2 separate regions of the Mus musculus genome follow, and region 2 is linked to region 1. A link is a contact called in public promoter capture Hi-C data. All regions are on one chromosome and are shown on one strand. Each heading gives the region's core, a stretch centred on a gene start, on an enhancer-like site or on the middle of the called end of the contact. The rest is flanking DNA. Distances are from core to core; before and after follow the strand shown. Region 1 overlaps Itsn1 (intersectin 1 (SH3 domain protein 1A)). Region 2 has its middle 5.9 kb from the start of Kcne2.

Region 1 (6,253 bases), core at 2,735-5,234:
GTAGACCAGGCTGGCCTCCAACTCAGAAATCCGTCTGCCTCTGCCTCCCAACTGCTGGGATTAAAGGCGTGCGCCACCACTGCCTGGCTCTTATTATTATTTTTTTTAAACTTAAAAAATGTTGTGTGTCTACTTGAGCACAGGCATGCATGCACTCGTGTCCTTGGAGGCTAGGAGATGGTATCAGATCAGTTACAGGTGCTAAGAATTGCCTCTTTACCACTGAATTTGGGTCTTCTGGAAGAGGAGGGAGTGCTCTTAACTACTGAGCGGTTTCTCCGAGCCCTTAACTTCCATTTCTTCAATCGGCTTACAATAACTGGCAGCTTTCCATGCATCCTTCATCTGGGTAACCCTCATCATGCGGACCCCTCACCTTTCCCACCCTACGCCCCGATCCCTGACAACCCTTCACTGCCATCACTCCCCTGCACCCCCTACCATACTTTCATATCACTTACGTCCTGCTAGCCCCTCCCTCAAGGCATCGCTACCCCAGCGACCCCACTGTTTCCTAGTTCTACAACCAGCACAGGAGGAACAAGCAGGGCTGAAGGTCCCAGGCAGGACCCACACTGCAGGAGGACACACAGCTCGCGCCCGCCACAGCTTTGTTTTTATGATGACTTTCACGTTTGTACAGGGACATTTTGCCTGCTTGTCTTCTCTAAGGCAGGGGCCTAGAGGACGGGGACTTTTCCCTTCAGTGTAACTAAGCAAGCCTGCAGAGGTAGTGTGTGAGAGGCTGCAGACAACACAGGAATGCACGAGGCTGGCTCCATAAACCTTTATGTGAAGTGTGCACACCAGGCTCTCACACTGGCAGTGACACGCACACCAACTAGGAAACATGCTGAGCTCTGAGGTAAGACTGTGGGAACCTAAAGAAGGTGGAAGAAGAGGTTTTAAATACTGTATGTATGCATGCTTATTGGTGTTTTGCTGGCATGTATGTCTGTGTGATGGTGTCAGAAGCCCTGGAACTGGAGTTACAGGCAGGCGTGAGCAGCCATGTGGGTGCTGGGAACTCAACCTGCGCTCTCTGGAAGAACAGCCAGTAGTCTTAACCAACGAGCCATCTCTCCAGTCCTCTGGAAAAGGGTTTGGTTTTTTTTTTTTTGTTGTTGTTGTTATTTTATTTGTTTTCCAAGTTAGGGTTTCTCTGTGTAGCCCTGGCTGTCCTGGAAGTCTGTATTTTTTTTTTTTGTCTCCACAAATAGAAAAAGAATGCCACACAGGCGTGAGGACCTGAGTTTGGGTCCCTACAGCCCACATAAAAGCCAGGAGTGGTGGCACAGGCCTGTGACCCCAGTGTGGGGAGGAGGAGGCAGGGTAAGGGCAGCACTTACACGGAACAGCTTTCAGACAAACGACTAGGTAGCTGGTAACAGTGAAAGAAGTCCTGGGACTCGGAAGTGTTTCCTAGACCATTTCAGGGAAGCTCTGGCAGGACAGAGGGGCGGGGCTACATTCCTTAATGGAAGGCCTACAGAGAATTCTAAACTGTGTATCAGAATTGAAAATACCCTGAATGTCTATGGCCTAAGGAAGGCATAGATGAAAGAAAGAGCAGACAGACAGAGCAAGGGAGCGAGCTTCATGTACATAAGAGTGTGGTGGTATATGGGGTGGTCCGCGATGGTGGGGGTGGCAGGGAGCGTGTGGAAGCTGCAGGACAGCTTTGGGGAGCTGACTCTCTCCCTCCAGCTTCCCGTGGTTACAGGAATCAACAGGGAGGGTCAGGCTTGCATGGCACGATCCTTCCCTAAGCCGCTGCTTACTTTCTGGGACTTCCTGAGTAATTTTCACACACCTGATGCTGCCTGGCACCAGCATTCAGATGGCCAGCTGCTGTGTGGTCCTCACGTAAAGCTTAACAAAAATGGCCATGAGTGAAGTCTCTCTCATTGCTCATCCAATTGCTTGGGCAATGCATGGCCGAGTCAACTCCATCCCCTGGGGATGGCCACCTCCACATCAGAAGAGCGGCCATTTATTGCTAAGGCTCTAAGCCTCAGACATGGAGATGATCAGCTAGGCAGCCTCAGTCACAGATCCCACATCACGTCACAGACTTCTTTCCTCTCTAAGTTCCTAGGTTACTGGACAGTCATGGGCAACTTCACCAAGCCTGGGTTCATCCGGTTCTCATGCCTTTTCCAAACTAAATATTTGAATGGCAGACACCATCTTCTATTTCTTTGTATAATCAAACATCAGAATATGGCGACACACAAGAAAGTACATTAAATGGTTAACAATGGAAAAACCGTTTGGGAGCAAATCGGTTTAAAAGCAAAAAGATTCTAAAAGCAAAGTATTTGTAAGGCTCCCCAACCCCTACCTATATCCCAAGGGGAAACACGGTGACTAAGGTGTAAGCTTGCTGTTTTCAAACAAGTTCTGAGGAGTCTGGGAAGCCATGGTCACAGGGCTGACAAAGTGAGTGAGCCTGGGTTTTGCAATGACAAGAGAGCCACAGTCAGCCTGTTGAGCTCCACCGTTCCCATGCTCATGCATCTTAGGTGTGGAGGCAGGACAGCCGAGAGTTTAAGGCCAGCCTGGGCTACATAGTGAGCTTAGGCTAGCCTAAGCTACATGAGACCTTGTGTCAGTCAGTAGGTAAGTAAGAAGGTTTTGTAAGCCAGGAAATCATTCTGATCTCTTGTAAAAGTTGCAAATGTTTCATTTTCAGTTTAATGCACCAAGAACTCCTGGTGTTAGGTGGAACCCTGACAAGGACAGAACCTTCAGACGGCTCTGCAGAGCCCAGCAGACAGACACCGGCAACACAAACCTCACCAGGTAGACTTTTCTTTTCAATACAACTCTGTGGTACAAACCCCAACACGTTTCCACTGCCCCAACATCCAAAGATCTGCTCACTTACACAGTTAAAGTGATTCAAAGAACAAGACACGGAGTGGGAGGCGGACTTCCTGACAGGGGGCACTTACCCATTCCCCTTTAACCTCCACCAGGAAAGCAAAGGTTTAAAAGCAAGGCAAAAGATGTTTAATGAAACGTTGCACCTTAGAGTACATCTACGCTTTACTCATCAAATGAAACGAGGGGTCAGCTAGCCAACCCTGGGAAGAGCAGTCCGCACTACTGTAGGCTGCAGAGATGGTAGGCCCGCACTAAAGCAACAGTTTCTCATTAAAACACAGACCACTGTTTAATACCCTAAGAATGAAAAACACATTTGTCTCTCAGGCCTTCACTTTCAGTTACTTCTAAATTAATTAAGAAATTTAAGTTGTCATTTAGAAAATAATTAGATCAACCACAGTGCTTTATTCTCTTCTTAAAACTAACTCTTATATGTTTCAATTTGAGGACTATATTAAATTGTTAATATACACAAAGAGTATAAACTGCAACAAAGCAAAATTGAATGTTTGTTAATTTTCTAAATAGTAATTCAGATTCCTCATATTTAATCCATTACTTAAAAAACAAAACCAAACAGCCTCCAAACACTTTGGCTCAAAGGTATAAACGCTCTTCTTCTTCTTTTTTTTTTTAAAGATTTATTTATTATATGAAAGTACATTGTAGCTGACTTCAGACACCCCAGAAGAGGGCGTCAGATCTCATTACAGGTGGTTGTGAGCCACCATGTGGTTGCTGAGATTTGAACTCAGGACCTTCGGAAGAGCAGTCAGTGCTCTTACCTGCAGAGCCATCTCTCCAGCCCCTGGTATAAATGTTCTTATGGGCAGCTGTGAATGAAGGAATTCTGCATTTGTAACTATTTCTTAAAGACCCTTCATAGTATGTAACCAGTGCTAGCTTTAGACACAATCAGTCAACTTAAGGTTAAAAGCAGGCTACGGAGCAATAGAAACACTGCATTTAAAGTGCTATTGAGATATGCCTTTGCAAGAGAACTTTCATTTTGATATGCATGCTTGCTGGAGGTTTCCTAATTGTGTCACAAGTGCCAAGTGAGGACAGAGGACCGTCTCTGACATACACTTTCTTACCATGACTATATCTCCTGGCTGGATGGTGATCTCATCGTGACTTCTGGATTCAAAGGGGTACAGCGCTCGGTAATATACCACTTTTACACTCTCCTGTGCAGAAATGGTAAGCGGGCCTTTCTCTGTTTGGGAAGAGGAGGGACACATTACAGGAAGCACTGACGGACAATGCCAAGGCGGACAGCTGTTAGTCTATGTCTGCCTTATACTGGAAATATTTCCACCATTCAGGGAATTTCTGAAATACACATGGAATGCCAGAGGAGAGCAGACTCAGACCACGTGCAGTTCATCAGCAGATCCCACAAGCAAGCCGCCAGGACTGAATGCGGTGGGCAGACAGCCCAGAGAACCTTTCTCTGCCTCTGGGCGTGGGCTCTAGCAATGCCCATTTGTAAGTCATCAGCAGGCTCTGCTCCCCACCCTGGGTGCTGCTCAGAGATGACAGCAGATCTGCTCAGCCAGAAAGCACTCTTGCAGGGAAAGAGGAAGAGAAACACAACCTTCCCTATAAACAGGCAAAGGTCGGTCTACGCAGCGTCCTCATGACCTGCTGAACTGAGGCGTCTGCATTTCTGGGGAAAGAATAAGCCCAAGGATAAACCCTAATGAAAACAATTTAGAATTTAAATCAAATTAAAAAAAATTGAAGATGCATTCAGGCAGAGGACATTCTTGGGATTTTGGCTACCAGGTAATTATAGCCCTCTGGATTGTTCTACACTTGCGCTGCATGTAACTTGACACCCATCGTATCTGAAGAGCGTGAGGTAGACTGTTGTCTCTGTAGCCTTGATCTGTGTGAGAAGCAAAGGTTCCTATTGAGGGGAAAATCAATCCTAGTTCACACTGAAGAGTCACAGGGGCTTCGATGACCCCTGAGATTAAAGGATTGAAAATTCCTCTTCAGACCACAGTTGACCCAGACAGTTAGTTCATCTCTCCCCCCCCTCGTCCCCCTGGACTCCCTACATGCCCAAGTCCAAGTTCTCCCTGCAGCCATAGGACCTCAGGAAGGGATGGTTCCTGACCAACACTGCACCTCACTCCCCACCCCACTGTGTGCCCAGGGAGGAAACAAATGGTTTATGAGATGGTGTCAAGTTACTTGTTGCTTTCTGTCTACCACTGTGCTTAAGAATTTTGAAAATACATTTTAGTGTGCAGCTGAGGTTATCTAAGGGACAGCTTGCGTTAGTGAAGGTCAGCCATTTACTTACTTACTTTTTAAAAGAGCCAAGTTGTATTGAAAGTGAAAAAACCCAGATTGACACTTTTCAAAAGGCACAAAACCCAGTGTAGACAAAAAAGTTGACATAGCTCAGCAACTTCAGGGGAAAATATCAACCTAGAGAACAAGTTACGTGATTCCCCCCAAGATGTCAAGTTCAGCGTTTGTAACATATATCAAATAAGGTTCATGTCACTTGGAACAGGCCTGCAGAGAGGGCTCCTGGGTATCCGAGGGGCTTCCTGTGCACACCTGGGTGGTAAAGAGCTACAGTATCCAGACAGAGACAGACATCTCAGCTCGATTAATGTAAGCAAGCTAGCCCGTGGTAGCACACGCCTTTAATCCCAGCACTCAGGAGGCAGAGGTAGGCAGATTTTTAAGGCTGAGGCCAGCCTGGTCTACAGAGTGAGAACTTTCCCCAAACCGAGCAAATCGTGATAGGCATAGATATTGCTCTCGGGGAGATGACTGTCTGTTTTACATACATACAGAGGAGACAGTGGCAGAGCCTGGCACCTCAGCCCCTTCTGATACCTGTGGTAGACCAGGGTGCCTGGGTGGCCAGCTTAGCTGGCTCCTGATGCGGATGGAAAAGCCGACTCTGCTTGTCTTGCATTTCCGGCTTGGCTCTCTCTTCCGCCTCCTTCTTCCTGACACTGTCTTCCCTCTTCAGTCTGTCCTCCTCGTGGGGTTTCCGGGGGCGTGGCTGCTCCTCCTGCTGCACATGCTCCAGCCATTGCTTGTCCCTTTCCTGAACTCGTCTGCCAACAAAGATGCTTGATTGCCGAGGAAGCAACTCTGACCCAACAGTCGCCCCCCCATCACCCCTTCACCCAAGGGCCTCCCTCTAGGCAGAGCTGCTAAACGTCAAGGGAATGTGGGTGGCTCTTCACAGATAATGCAATCCACAAAATGGGTTCTCCGAGCTCTGACTGAGCAAAATGAAGTCACATGACTTACCAAAACCCCACACACACACACACACACACACACACACACACACACACACACACACACACACGGGGGTGGG
Region 2 (6,253 bases), core at 1,587-4,086, 450 kb before region 1:
CCCATGCCCTTGACATTTAAAGGAGACTCTTCTCCAAGCCTGGAAATGAAGACATGGGTGGGTGTGTAAATAGGCTAATGGGTGTGTGAAACGGAGTGTAAATCTCCGCGGAGCAGAACCATTGCCCTACGTACTTGTATATCCAACGGTCACATTGGACTCCTTGAGTATAGAGCTTAGACAGAAACAGTGATATATGTCTGCAACCTTGGACTCAGGAAGCAGAAGTGGGAAGAGTTCAAAGCCAAAGCCAACCTGAGCCATGTAGTATAGCCATATCTCAAAAAATTCATCACACACACATTTCTTATTTGAAAATTTCCTAAAAAGCAACAAACTAATACAAAAAACAAAACAAAACAAAAAAGAAAAAAAAAAACCTCTCTCTCTCTGTATGCACACAAGCATGAATATAAGAAGGAAATTTTTAAAATATTAAAAAGACATTACAACTACCCAGGCACCCCTGAATCTGGAACGGCTTTAAGACATTGCCTCTGATGAGTGTCTTGTGGGAAACAACAGGTCTTCCGCTGGCCATCCAGAAAGCGAGCAGCTGCAGGAGGCTGCGGTCCACATCTAGAAAGTTCCCAGCTGTCATAGTTAACGTTGTCTCTCTGGCCTGGCTAGTCAGGCTGTTTGTGATAGATTGTCCTCTGTGAGATCTGAAGGAAGGAGCTCTCAACTCAGAGGCTGCCGTATTCAAAACGGCCACATTGTGTCACCACAGACCTGGCAATGTGTGCCACAGGGAAGACAGCCATTGAAGTCAGAGGTTTCTATCTCTATGTAGAATATTAAAGGTAAAAGCCTTGTTACACCCTCAGAGTGGACCGTGCTCGCTCTGGACTGTCTCATCCAATTGCTAACAGCCCATAGTAAGACTTTAGAGTGCCCCCCAAAGAGTAGAGATGCTGAGTTAACTATCGTCACAATTTCATTGTGTGTAGGTATATCAAAATGTCATGTTGTATTCCTTAAGTATATGTAAGAAAAAGGATAATTAAAATATTTCTATGTGTGTGTGTGTGTGTGTGTGTGTGTGTGTCTACATATGAGTGCTGTTGCCTACTGAGACCAGAAGAGGGCATCTGATCCACTGGGGCTGGAGTTACCTTGGTGTGAGCCACCTCAGCTAGGTACTGGGAATAGAACCTATGTCCTCTGCAAGAGCAGCCAATGCTCTTAACTTGCTGAGCCATCTCTCTAGAGGGGAATCTTTAATTTCTTTATGCTTGTATAAAAACTTTCTGAGATAATTTTAGACTCACAGAAAGTGTTAAGTCCCATGGACCACCCCACTCAGCTTCTTGTGGCGATTACATCATCATAACTATACAGAAGACAAGAAGTAGGTTACTGATTTTGATAAGACAGGAATTGCAAAACACTCAGACCACAGTCAGATCTCAGTGTGTGTGTGTACTCTGACGCATGCACGTGTTTGATGGATGGAGTCAAGGTGCCACCACCATACACAAGAGGGCAGAACCGCCCCCAGCCATCAAAAGCTACTTCATGCCCCATTCCCTTCATTCCTTTCTGTCTGAGCTCTGTCTCCCATTAGCCCAGGAAACTACCAAACAGAAACCCCTCTATACATCTGTCATTGTGAGAGTGTTATAGGATGCGGAGTACAGAGTAGGTCGCTTGTGAGGTCAGCTTTTCCCACACAGTTTAGGGTCCTTTTGGTCAATGCAAAGTATTGCAAATAGCAACATGTCCCTTTTCCTTGTTTTGAACTAGTATTGTGCTGTAGAGATGTGTCCCTGCAATGACAGTTTCTGTGATTTGCCCATGAGTGTGCGTGTGCACATAAGTTTTCACTGCTCTGGGCTGAATGTAGTAACTTCGCCACAATGACGGCAGGGGCATGTTCAGATTTATAAGGCGTTATGATGCTAAAGAGCGGGGGATCTCCAGCGTCGCTGTGTCATCTAACGGTGTAATTAGCTGTGAACACAAATTCCAGTTGCTCCAAAGTTCCTCAGCAGAGCTTTAGCTTCCATTGTCCTCAGCCAAGAGCTGCTAGAAGTCTAGAAGTTCAGAACACTGTGGGGCCCCAGAGATTATGCAGTCCAGCCCGAGGCTGTAGAAAAAGCAACCAGGATGCCAAGAAGGGCACCGGCCGACATCTCCCCTGCACTTCAATTTTCTGTGATTTTTTTTTTACTGTTTTTTTTTCCTCCCTGCCCAAAGGCAGGCAGAGCTGCACAGTCTCTGCAGTCTTGTCAAAGGTTAGACCAGACCTAAGCGCCTTTCAAAGCCTCAGAAAAAGTCTTACCCAGGAAATTTGACCTTGTGCTCTGTAGCTTCGTCACAGGAGCCAGGCTGCAGCCACACATTCAGATTCCCATCAGCCTCTGACTGCTAAAGCCACACAGTATCAGCTGCTCTCGGGAATTACTAATGGTCTAAGGTTCAGATTCAATCAGAATTTATAGCCTGCAGCTGTCAGTCATAGGTTCATCCATGTCTGTCTGTCTGTCTGCTGTCCTGTCAACAGTTCTTCCAGCCCTCAGCTCTTCCAGGCTCTGAGTGTCTACAGAGTGCCAGGCACTTTAGAAGGCTCTGGTCCATGCTGTATCTGCAGTTAGGGTCAGAGAACGCCACCTGCCAGATGAGAAAGAAATGGCCTTGAAAGTCAGAATCCCTGGGGATTCCTAACCCAAGGTCTTCTTGGAAGTCTGGCCTAGGTCATTCTTTCATACAGCTCCTGAGCACAAACTCTGCCATATGCTGCTCCTTTGACTCGAACAGCTTTCCTTCATTTCTGAGTTTAGATGGCAGCTTGAGTCCCTTTCTGGGTTTTGTACCTGTAATGTGAGTGTCTGCCACCAGGGGGTGCCAGAGAAGTGACTTAGTCATAGACAGGCCAAGACCCTTCTTGCGGATTTGTCCTTTCTGTGTCCACGATTTGGGTTCACTTGCAGCATTTCTGGTACACGGAGCTCCTTATGAAGATAGCAGACGTCCCTGCCTCACTGGGGATCACTGACGCCATCTGACGTCTTTGTGAAAGGGGCACACATCAAAAGAGTAAAGGAAGCTAACAACACAGAATCTTCTCCAGCTGGTTTACAGAAGTGTCCCAAAGCCATACTCGTGCGGAGTGACCTAAGAGCCATTCAGTTCCCCGTGCAGATGAAGTTAAGTCATATAGTAGCTTTATTTAACGGCAGGTTCGTTTGGTCGCTTTTGAGGGTTGCTGCAATTTTGTTCTGAGTGTCAGTGCACAATTCCTACCGATTTCCTTCTGTGTGCCAGAGAACACTCACCCTTTCCTTCTCCAGGACCGTAATGTGGGAGCAGCAAACAATGGTTTGTGGGTTCCTGGAGGGCAATGTCTCATGATTCTTTCTCCTGATTCGGAAGCTTCCTATATAGGAACTTTTGTCCAAAGTCTTTGGATTTCAGACGTTGAGATCAATATATGCTAGGTTTGCCTGGGAACTTTTTCGTGTGGGGTCCTGATGAGTCCCTTGGTCCCAATGAGATGGTTTACCATCTCTCTTAGCTTAAAGCTCTTAACTTTTTAAGTCTGAGCAAAACCCCTGCGTTGATTGAAGGTTAAAGGATTCAGCTTCAGTCTCTGTGGCAGGTTTCAACTTGAAACGGATCTTAAGCTCAGATCTGCCAGCCCTCCCTCCCTCCCTCCCCACCTCCCTCCCTCCCTCTCCCTCTCTCTCCTGCCCTCCTTCCCTTTCAGCAAAGCTATAAGTGAAACTCATCTCCCTTTGCATCCCCAAACCCATCTAACAGACTCTTAATATGGGCACTTTCCACCACAGTGTTTTGACACCAACGTATTGTGTCTGTCCTTCCAAGGCTCACAGAGCATCTAATCTGAAGAGATATCTCTTCATGGCTAGTAAAGGAGTGACCCTCTTCTCCTTGACATCACCAATGTCATTATGCAAGGGCTTGCAGCCTTGAAGGTTAGGAAAGTTCCTTAGAGGGAGTAGAAAAGAAGCCACCATGAGATGTCATAATGTCCCCTAGTCTTGGCTCAGATCAGGAGATGAGTGTCCAAAGGTTTTTGGAAGCTGCCTCAACCTCCAAACCTTCTTGCTACCCTTCTGGGAATCAAAACTGCCACTAATTTGTTTTCCTCCGGATTTCTGTGTCTGTTTACAAGAAGCCTTCATGCAGGGATAGTCTCGTGTCTGCACCAGACCCTCAGACTTGAAGATGATGACGCTGTGGTGGCTGGGGTGGAGAAAAAGAATTTGTTGAGGGATTGTGCTCCATTCCCAAATAAGTTCTGTCTCTCTCTCCCCCAGCCAGACTCGCTATAAAAGGGAAAACTGGACACCGGGTGGTGGGAAAGGAAGGGAGCCCGTGCTGGCAACTCTCTGTGAAACAGGGACACCGCACTGTTTACAAATTCCTGCAGCCAGCCCTGGAATCCAGATGCAGACGACTCCGTTTATGTAACAGAAATAGACCCCAATGCCGTGTGACTAAGGTGGCTACTGGAGGTCGGGTCCCCCACGAGGAGGCATTTGCTGCTGCTGCTGCTGAAGTCAAAGGGGACAGATTCCCTGGGGTTCCTGGGCAGGTGGGATTTTTTTTGGGGGGGTGGGGTGGGGCCAGTCTTCTAGGTGAGGTCTCTTGCAGGACAGGCATGTCTGAGATGTGTGGGGAGTTCAGGGCAGAGGCACCACAGCATCTTTTCATCACCAGTCACAAAGGGACATGACCTGAAAGTGTCAGCCCTGTCCTCTCCCAGCAGAGACGCATCAAAGACTCCAAGCCAGCCCGTGTTCAGGACAAGGCTTCTCCTCATGGCTCCACCTGGAGAAGCCTCGGTCCAACACATGGTTCTCATTGGCCACCCACGGCCTGGTCAGCAGGGAGGCTTGGATGTTCTAGAGTCAGCAGATGTGTCTCCAGTCAGACCGTCCCTCCAGACCTGGTCCCAGCTCTCTGCTGTCATCACAGCCCAGTGAATGGATGACCTCCGTAAAGCACTTCTCTGGAGACTCAGAATAAATGCTTTCCCTCGTCAAGAGACCTCCAGTTGTCCCCATGCTTCCTCTGGGCACAGTGGTCACCTCTCTCTAGATCTTCTCCTCCCGACAGGGTCACCTGTGACTTTGAAGTCAGAGATATGTTTCATCTGCACAAGCCTTGCCCCAGACGAAGAGCCCAGCGCAGGGAGTCAAGTTGCTAAAGGGAAAGCGGCGTCAGAAGATGAGGGTAGGGGCAGAGATCCTGTGTCCCAGTTGGGGGTCCCTATGCTATTGATTCTTCTATCACTATATTGAAATTCCTAAGGGTGGATAGCTTTAAAAAGGTTTATGTCGTTCAAAGTTCAAGAGCATCGTACCAGAAACAGCTCAGCTCTAAGGAGGGAATCTCATGCTGGATACGACCAGGCTGAAATCCAGAGAGACATGAAAAGGGACCAGCCATGGCCTCCAACTGGGCCCCATTTTTTAGAGGCCCCACTCTCTCTATACTACCAGGCTGAGGACCAAGCCCCTGACATATGAACCATTATGGGATCCATGTCAGATCCAGACCACAGCATGGTGCAAATCATGCCCCTAGCTCCTTATATCCCTAAGGAAACCAGAGTTCTCATACACCGAGGCCAGGCCTGCAGTCTCCAGGTCAGGTCTGTAGACCTGGGTTCTTGGGCCTATGTACTTTGGGGACCAAACACTGTGTCTTCTCTTGAACCTGCTTCCTTGCCCTCCCCTCCATATATATACTTTGTGTGGACATACTCACCAGTCTCGTCTCCACGTAAACACTACCCCCTCAAGGACAGTTACCCACACAGCAGTTCCCACACATTGAACTTCTTATCATATCACCCGGTGCCTTGTGGGTAATCACATCCCCGGTTGAAGGCAACTCTAGGAGATCTGTACCCTGGGTCACCTCTCTGGCTTGTGCAGTGCTTGACCGCTCTGACATCTGCTTTCCTGCCTGATTCCTAGATGGCAAGAAACCTGTCTGCTCCCGCCATCTTCCCAGCGCCTGGTGACAACTGTATTCTATTAGTGAGTGAATTAGCACCCACACCAGAGGTGGCCTGGCAGAACCCAGGACAGCTGGGATACATGTCACCTTGAGAGGACACCAGGCTTGAACTCCACGAGGACCCACCGTACCTGGGGCTTCCAGCTGACAGCTGGTGGTGATATCTAACTGCCTCCTGGGACCTTGAGAGGAAGAAAGGCCACGGGGAAAATGGGACCATATACAGCTGGGCGTGATCTTCTTTTTTCTTTGGAGAAAT

What was found. Promoter capture Hi-C pulls out the DNA fragments that hold promoters and counts their contacts.
Region 2: a contact with region 1 is called in a promoter capture Hi-C map of 3T3-L1-derived adipocytes, with 2.9 times the contacts expected there. The contact joins two enhancer-like sites. A contact is called at or near these places in 4 of 39 promoter capture datasets (3T3-L1-derived adipocytes, cranial neural crest, hippocampal neurons and 1 more), 1 of 484 Hi-C or Micro-C datasets (cerebellum) and 1 of 9 other capture datasets (adipose tissue).

What each region holds. Positions count from the first base shown.
Region 1 is chr16:91,839,347-91,845,599 of GRCm38.p6, reverse strand. It overlaps Itsn1 (intersectin 1 (SH3 domain protein 1A)), which reads right to left. Exons shown (of 39, transcript NM_010587.2): 18 at 5,758-5,984; 19 at 3,990-4,111. Among named protein-coding and RNA genes, the nearest start is that of Gm52262, 62 kb to the left of the region's middle. Within about 2 kb of position 3,984, at least 62 of the 459 cell types and tissues checked have an H3K27ac peak or open chromatin away from gene starts, as enhancers often do. A contact at or near this core is called in 3T3-L1-derived adipocytes and adipose tissue, where this site is marked.
Region 2 is chr16:92,283,389-92,289,641 of GRCm38.p6, reverse strand. No RefSeq gene overlaps it. Among named protein-coding and RNA genes, the nearest start is that of Kcne2, 5.9 kb to the left of the region's middle. Within about 2 kb of position 2,836, at least 12 of the 459 cell types and tissues checked have an H3K27ac peak or open chromatin away from gene starts, as enhancers often do. A contact at or near this core is called in 3T3-L1-derived adipocytes and adipose tissue, where this site is marked.